2 separate regions of the Pan troglodytes genome follow, and region 1 is linked to region 2. The links are chromatin contacts, called in public HiChIP or PLAC-seq maps. All regions are on one chromosome and are shown on one strand. The core of a region is the stretch at or near the end of the contact, and the rest is flanking DNA. Distances in the headings are between cores, read along the strand shown. Region 1 holds the start of CEP83 (centrosomal protein 83). Region 2 holds the start of PLXNC1 (plexin C1).

What was found. HiChIP or PLAC-seq counts read pairs in DNA pulled down with a chosen protein or histone mark.
Region 1: an H3K4me3 HiChIP or PLAC-seq map of stem cell-derived excitatory neurons shows a contact between it and region 2, with 4 times the contacts expected there. The contact joins the promoter of CEP83 here to the promoter of PLXNC1 in region 2. A contact is called at or near these places in 1 of 7 Hi-C or Micro-C datasets (stem cell-derived neural progenitor cells) and 1 of 1 datasets of contacts at active chromatin or transcription factors (stem cell-derived excitatory neurons).

The regions. Positions count from the first base shown.
Region 1 is chr10:101,294,347-101,297,070 of NHGRI_mPanTro3-v2.0_pri, forward strand. CEP83 (centrosomal protein 83) reads right to left here and starts at 1,311. Exons shown (of 17, transcript XM_054664609.2): 1 at 851-1,311.
Region 2 is chr10:100,983,368-100,986,067 of NHGRI_mPanTro3-v2.0_pri, forward strand. It overlaps PLXNC1 (plexin C1), which reads left to right and starts at 1,255. Exons shown (of 31, transcript XM_509270.8): 1 at 1,255-2,700. The coding sequence starts at 1,650.

The DNA.
Region 1 (2,724 bases), core at 61-2,560, 310 kb after region 2:
CACCCTGGGCGACAGAGTGAGACTCAGTCATAAATAAATAAATAAAGCATTCTAACAATTCTGAACAAACTAAGTTTGAAATCAAACCTCAATACAAAAGGTGAGTATTAATTCTAACCACTTACAGGCTAAATTCATAAATATGGAGAATTCTGAATCCAGGTAACTGTAGGATAGATACCTTTAATTGTGTTTTAGTTAAATGTCAGACTTGTTTACAGACATGTTGCTTGGTAACAGAAGCACTGCTTTAACAACCTACTCTGTTTTAGAGCTGCTTAAAGTCTGAACAGATTATGAAGTATATATCATATACACGAAATTCAGACAAGTCTTTCCTTATCCTAGAGATCTGTAAGATTTGAAAGAGCTTCCTCATTTCAGCTAACTAAAGGCTTTACAAATACTTAGCAGTGGATATTCTTAAGAGCAAAATGCCCATTGATTATGGTCAAAAGTTGGACACTGAGGATTAACCAAAGTATTTAAACCCAGCATATGCTAACATATTTTAGGTGTTTATCTCAGTAATGACAGTCGACATCACTGTTCATTCAAATTGTCTTCAAAGCCAAGGAAAATGGTAGCATAGCTTTTTCATCGTAAATTAAGCTGGAGGTACTTAAACGTTTGGCCAATTACCAAACTGGCTACACAACCACCAAGCCAGAGTGCCTCCAAAAGCTCCATGAAGAGTTTCACGTGCGTCTCTCTGCCTACTTTTCTAGCACGAGCTTCCACTACTTTACCAGGAAAATAAAAAAAGGATTCAAGGGCAGTTTGTGGAGGGACAAAATGAGTATTCCAAAATACAAACAAGACACCGTCCCCAGAAAGAGAGGTTACATACCAGACGCACGCACGCTCCTTGCAACCCGCTCACGGAAAACTTAAGTGACCGCAGTTCTGGCCGCGCTCGCCACCGGGGACACCTCCACAGCTCCAACCACAGGCACCCACTCAACTCCGCTTACGGAGGCATTGGGACTAAGGGTTACGGTCCTACAGCGGGGTGTCGGCCCAGCGAGAGGAAGAGGGCCGAACGAACCCCTCGAGCTCCCGTCCCTAGGGAAATGTGAAGTATCCCGGGAGAGGTCCGAGGGCGGCGGCGGCGGCGGCGGCGGTGAAAAGCCCCACTCCTCCGCGTGGACCGGGATCCTCAGGGGTGCGGCGCCACCCCACGTGCTGACGTATGGCCCAGAAGCCGCCTCATCGCACCGCCCCACCAGCCTGGAGGAGCGGGCTCTGTCCCTTGGCCCAGCGGCGCGCGAAGCAGGAAGTCCCACCCCCCACGCCGACGTCACCCACGCCACCGACGCCGGTTGCTGCCGGAGCCGTTAGAGGGAGGAGACAAACGAACCGAGGCGGGAGCGGCCACGGGTGACACAGCGGCAGCGGCGGGGCCGGGCTGCGCTCCCGAAGGCGTTCCTGGAGGGCCCTGGGATGGACTCAGAGATCCCCAGAGCCCCAGGGGACGGAAAATCTAGCCTCGGGCACTTGCCTTGGAGTCTGAGTGATGCGCGTCGTTGGAGCGCGAAGCCGGTCTCCCTAGCCTCCGCCCGACACAGCGTCTCCAGGGGTTTTCCTCCTTTTCGCGCCTCTCCTTCCCTCTTCCCCACACCATTTGAGAGCCTCAAATGGTAGTCCTGCCGCCACCTCTCTCCCTTCGCCAGCCTGCCATCGTCCCCATGGGTGCAGATATGCGCTCCCGAAGCCGCCTGCCTGTCGCGTCTGCCTCGGGCATCAGCCCACGAGTGGGGAGTCGGCTCAGCTTGCCACGAGGGAACCTCGGGTTAGGACCAATCGCCCGGGAGAGAGCCCTCCTCGCCCCCGCACCTCCTGCTCCAAGTCTCCTGTCCTGGTTATCCCAAGTTCAGGGCCCACCTGGGGTCACATGGGGAACTACTTGTCTTAAGGCTGTAAACAATAGTTGGAAGAGGAGTTGCTAGCTTTTGAGAACTTCCATGATCATCCAAAGGCTGAAACAAAGTAGGCGGTCAGCCTTTCAAAATACGTGTTGGAAGAAACAGACACCTTCCCATCCCCAGCGTTTGTTCAGTGCCTTGGTTGGGCTTTGATTCTCACTGCTTTGTGAAGTACAGCTTATTTTTACCCCCAAGATTATGATTTTCAGGCTGTAGTTATTATTAGGCAACTGAGAGGTGATTTTGTTGTTGTTGAAATGAGGGAAAACGGGCCATTAGAAAGGACCGTGTCTCTTAAGAGGAGGGAAAAAAAGGACAGCGAGTTGGTAATGGAATGTTGCTGGATGGATTACATAGATGAGACATGGGAGATAGAATAGAGAATCCAGAAATTCTCGTGTATGTGTGAGTGTTTAGTATAATAACAGTGGCTCACATTTGCTGAGCATTTGTGTGGCAAGTACTGGAGTACTTTTTCAGGTTATCTTATTTAACTCTAACATTTCTGTAAGGTAGGTGCAATTGTTATCTCCATTTTACAGAGTTGCCCAAAACCATTACTTTTAAACGCTGGAGCCAGACAACTCCAGAAATCTCTGTGGTAGCCAGTAAACTATACATGACAAATTATTGGTCAGTAGGAAAAAGATCATTCGGGAAATGGCGGTGGCTCACGCCTGTAATCCCAGCACGCTGGGAGGCCAAGGCAGGTGGATCACCTGAGGTCAGGAGTTCGAGACGACCCTGGCCAACATGGTGAAATCCCATCTATTAAAAATACAAAAAGCCAAGAAAAACA
Region 2 (2,700 bases), core at 5-2,504:
TTCCCCAGTGGGCAATGATTCCCTGTGCTTCAGAAATTCTTGGCGGCTGTGGGGGCAACCCAGCTGTTATTCACCCTCTGGGTGAGGTGGTGAGACCTCAGGGGGTCCAAAGGATAAAAGTGGGTAATGATGAGACAGATGGAGAGCCTCGAGGGAAATACGGGGACTTGGGTCTAATAGTAGAAAGCAGGGCGGGGGCTGGTTGGTGCATTTAACTTGAGGAACTTTTCAGTCTCACTACAGAGAATGATCTCTGGGGAATTATGGCAATGGCCACAGGTGGCACTTAACTAGAGCCAGGTATGTAAGAGGCCCTGGGACTAGATATGGATTCGAATCTCGGCTCTGATATCTACCAGCAGTAGAATGCCAGCACGTTCCACAACCTTTCTATAACCATTCTCCTGGACTACTAAGTAGGGATGACAATAACAGTCACTAATTAATAGGGCTGTTATGAGAATTATGAGTCTTAACCCATGTGGTGAGTTCACAAGCGCACCCGGCACGTAGTAAGTGCTCAGTAAATGTTAGCCCCGCTCATTAGGTTAGATGGTGAGCAGAACTTTCAAAGTGCTAGGCTTGAGAGCCTGGGACTCTGTTGCCAAGGGAGATTAGAGAACCTTTGCAAATATGGGCGCTCCGGCCCCGGGGATTGTCCAGAACGAGAGTGTGGCGCCTGCCTTTCTGCCACCTCACTCATCCGACCCGGGGAAACCCACACCCTGTCACAGGGGCGCCTTGGTCCCCGGAGTCTCCGGCTTGGCCACGTCTCCCGCGCGCCTCCCCGGGGCCTCCCTCTCGCCGCTCCACACCTGTCAGCCGCTCTCGCAGCAGCCCTGTGGCCCGAGCCCGGGGCCTCAGCTGCAACCCCTTCGCACCCTGGATCCTCGCTCCGCGCGCCTGGCGTATCCCCGACCCGGCTGCTGTCGTAAACAAAACCGGGCGTTGGAGCAGCACCGCGGGCGGACGGGCGCGGGAGCCCGCTCCGTGCGCCGTTAGCGCGCCCCGGGAGCCCCAGGCGAGCCAAGGGGGCGATGGTGGCGGCCGCGGCGGGCGGCTGAGCTTTGTTATGAATAGATGAAAGAGGCCACCTACACAGTAACCCAAATTACGAGACCTCCCTCCTCCCTATCTCACCGAATCAAGAGGGGAGGGGAGATGGGCGTGGAGGGAGGGCGGGCGGGCGGGCAGGAGGCGGAGGGCGGAGGAGGAAGAGAGGATGAGGAAGGGGGCCAGTTGCATCCCACTTTCACAATGGGAAAGTGAAACGCACAAGCGCACCCAACCTCTCCAGCCCTCCCCGCCCGCCTCGCTCCTCTCCGCCCGTCCCCTCCCTTCCCCTCCGCGCCTCCCCGCGAGCGCCAGCGCTGCACACAGGAACTCTCCGGCGAAGGAGGGCGAGGAGGAAACGGTGCCGGAGCGCGCAGGGCTTGCTGCCGCCGCCGCCGCTGCACAGGCTGCCGGAGCGAGCCTGCCGCGCGCCGCCCTCCCCGCTCTCCTTCCCGGGCGAGCTGCGGGGATGGGGCGGCCGCGGGAGCCCGAGCGCGCGCAGGAACCGCCGCCGCCGCCGCCCGCGTCTCCGTTGCCGCGCGCCTGAGCCGCCGTCGCCGCCGCGCGCCCTGCCCGGGGGCGGCCCCCCCAGCCCCATGGAGGTCTCCCGGAGGAAGGCGCCGCCGCGCCCCCCGCGCCCCGCAGCGCCACTGCCCCTGCTCGCCTATCTGCTGGCACTGGCGGCTCCCGGCCGGGGCGCGGACGAGCCCGTGTGGCGGTCGGAGCAAGCCATCGGAGCCATCGCGGCGAGCCAGGAGGACGGCGTGTTTGTGGCGAGCGGCAGCTGCCTGGACCAGCTGGACTACAGCCTGGAGCACAGCCTCTCGCGCCTGTACCGGGACCAAGCGGGCAACTGCACAGAGCCGGTCTCGCTGGCGCCCCCCGCGCGGCCCCGGCCCGGGAGCAGCTTCAGCAAGCTGCTGCTGCCCTACCGCGAGGGGGCGGCCGGCCTCGGGGGGCTGCTGCTCACCGGCTGGACCTTCGACCGGGGCGCCTGCGAGGTGCGGCCCCTGGGCAACCTGAGCCGCAGCTCCCTGCGCAACGGCACCGAGGTGGTGTCGTGCCACCCGCAGGGCTCGACGGCCGGCGTGGTGTACCGCGCGGGCCGGAACAACCGCTGGTACCTGGCGGTGGCCGCCACCTACGTGCTGCCTGAGCCGGAGACGGCGAGCCGCTGCAACCCCGCGGCATCCGACCACGACACGGCCATCGCGCTCAAGGACACGGAGGGGCGCAGCCTGGCCACGCAGGAGCTGGGCCGCCTCAAGCTGTGCGAGGGCGCGGGCAGCCTGCACTTCGTGGACGCCTTTCTCTGGAACGGCAGCATCTACTTCCCCTACTACCCCTACAACTACACGAGCGGCGCTGCCACCGGCTGGCCCAGCATGGCGCGTATCGCGCAGAGCACCGAGGTGCTGTTCCAGGGCCAGGCATCCCTGGACTGCGGCCACGGCCACCCCGACGGCCGCCGCCTGCTCCTCTCCTCCAGCCTAGTGGAGGCCCTGGACGTCTGGGCGGGAGTGTTCAGCGCGGCCGCTGGAGAGGGCCAGGAGCGGCGCTCCCCCACCACCACGGCGCTCTGCCTCTTCAGAATGAGTGAGATCCAGGCGCGCGCCAAGAGGGTCAGCTGGGACTTCAAGACGGCCG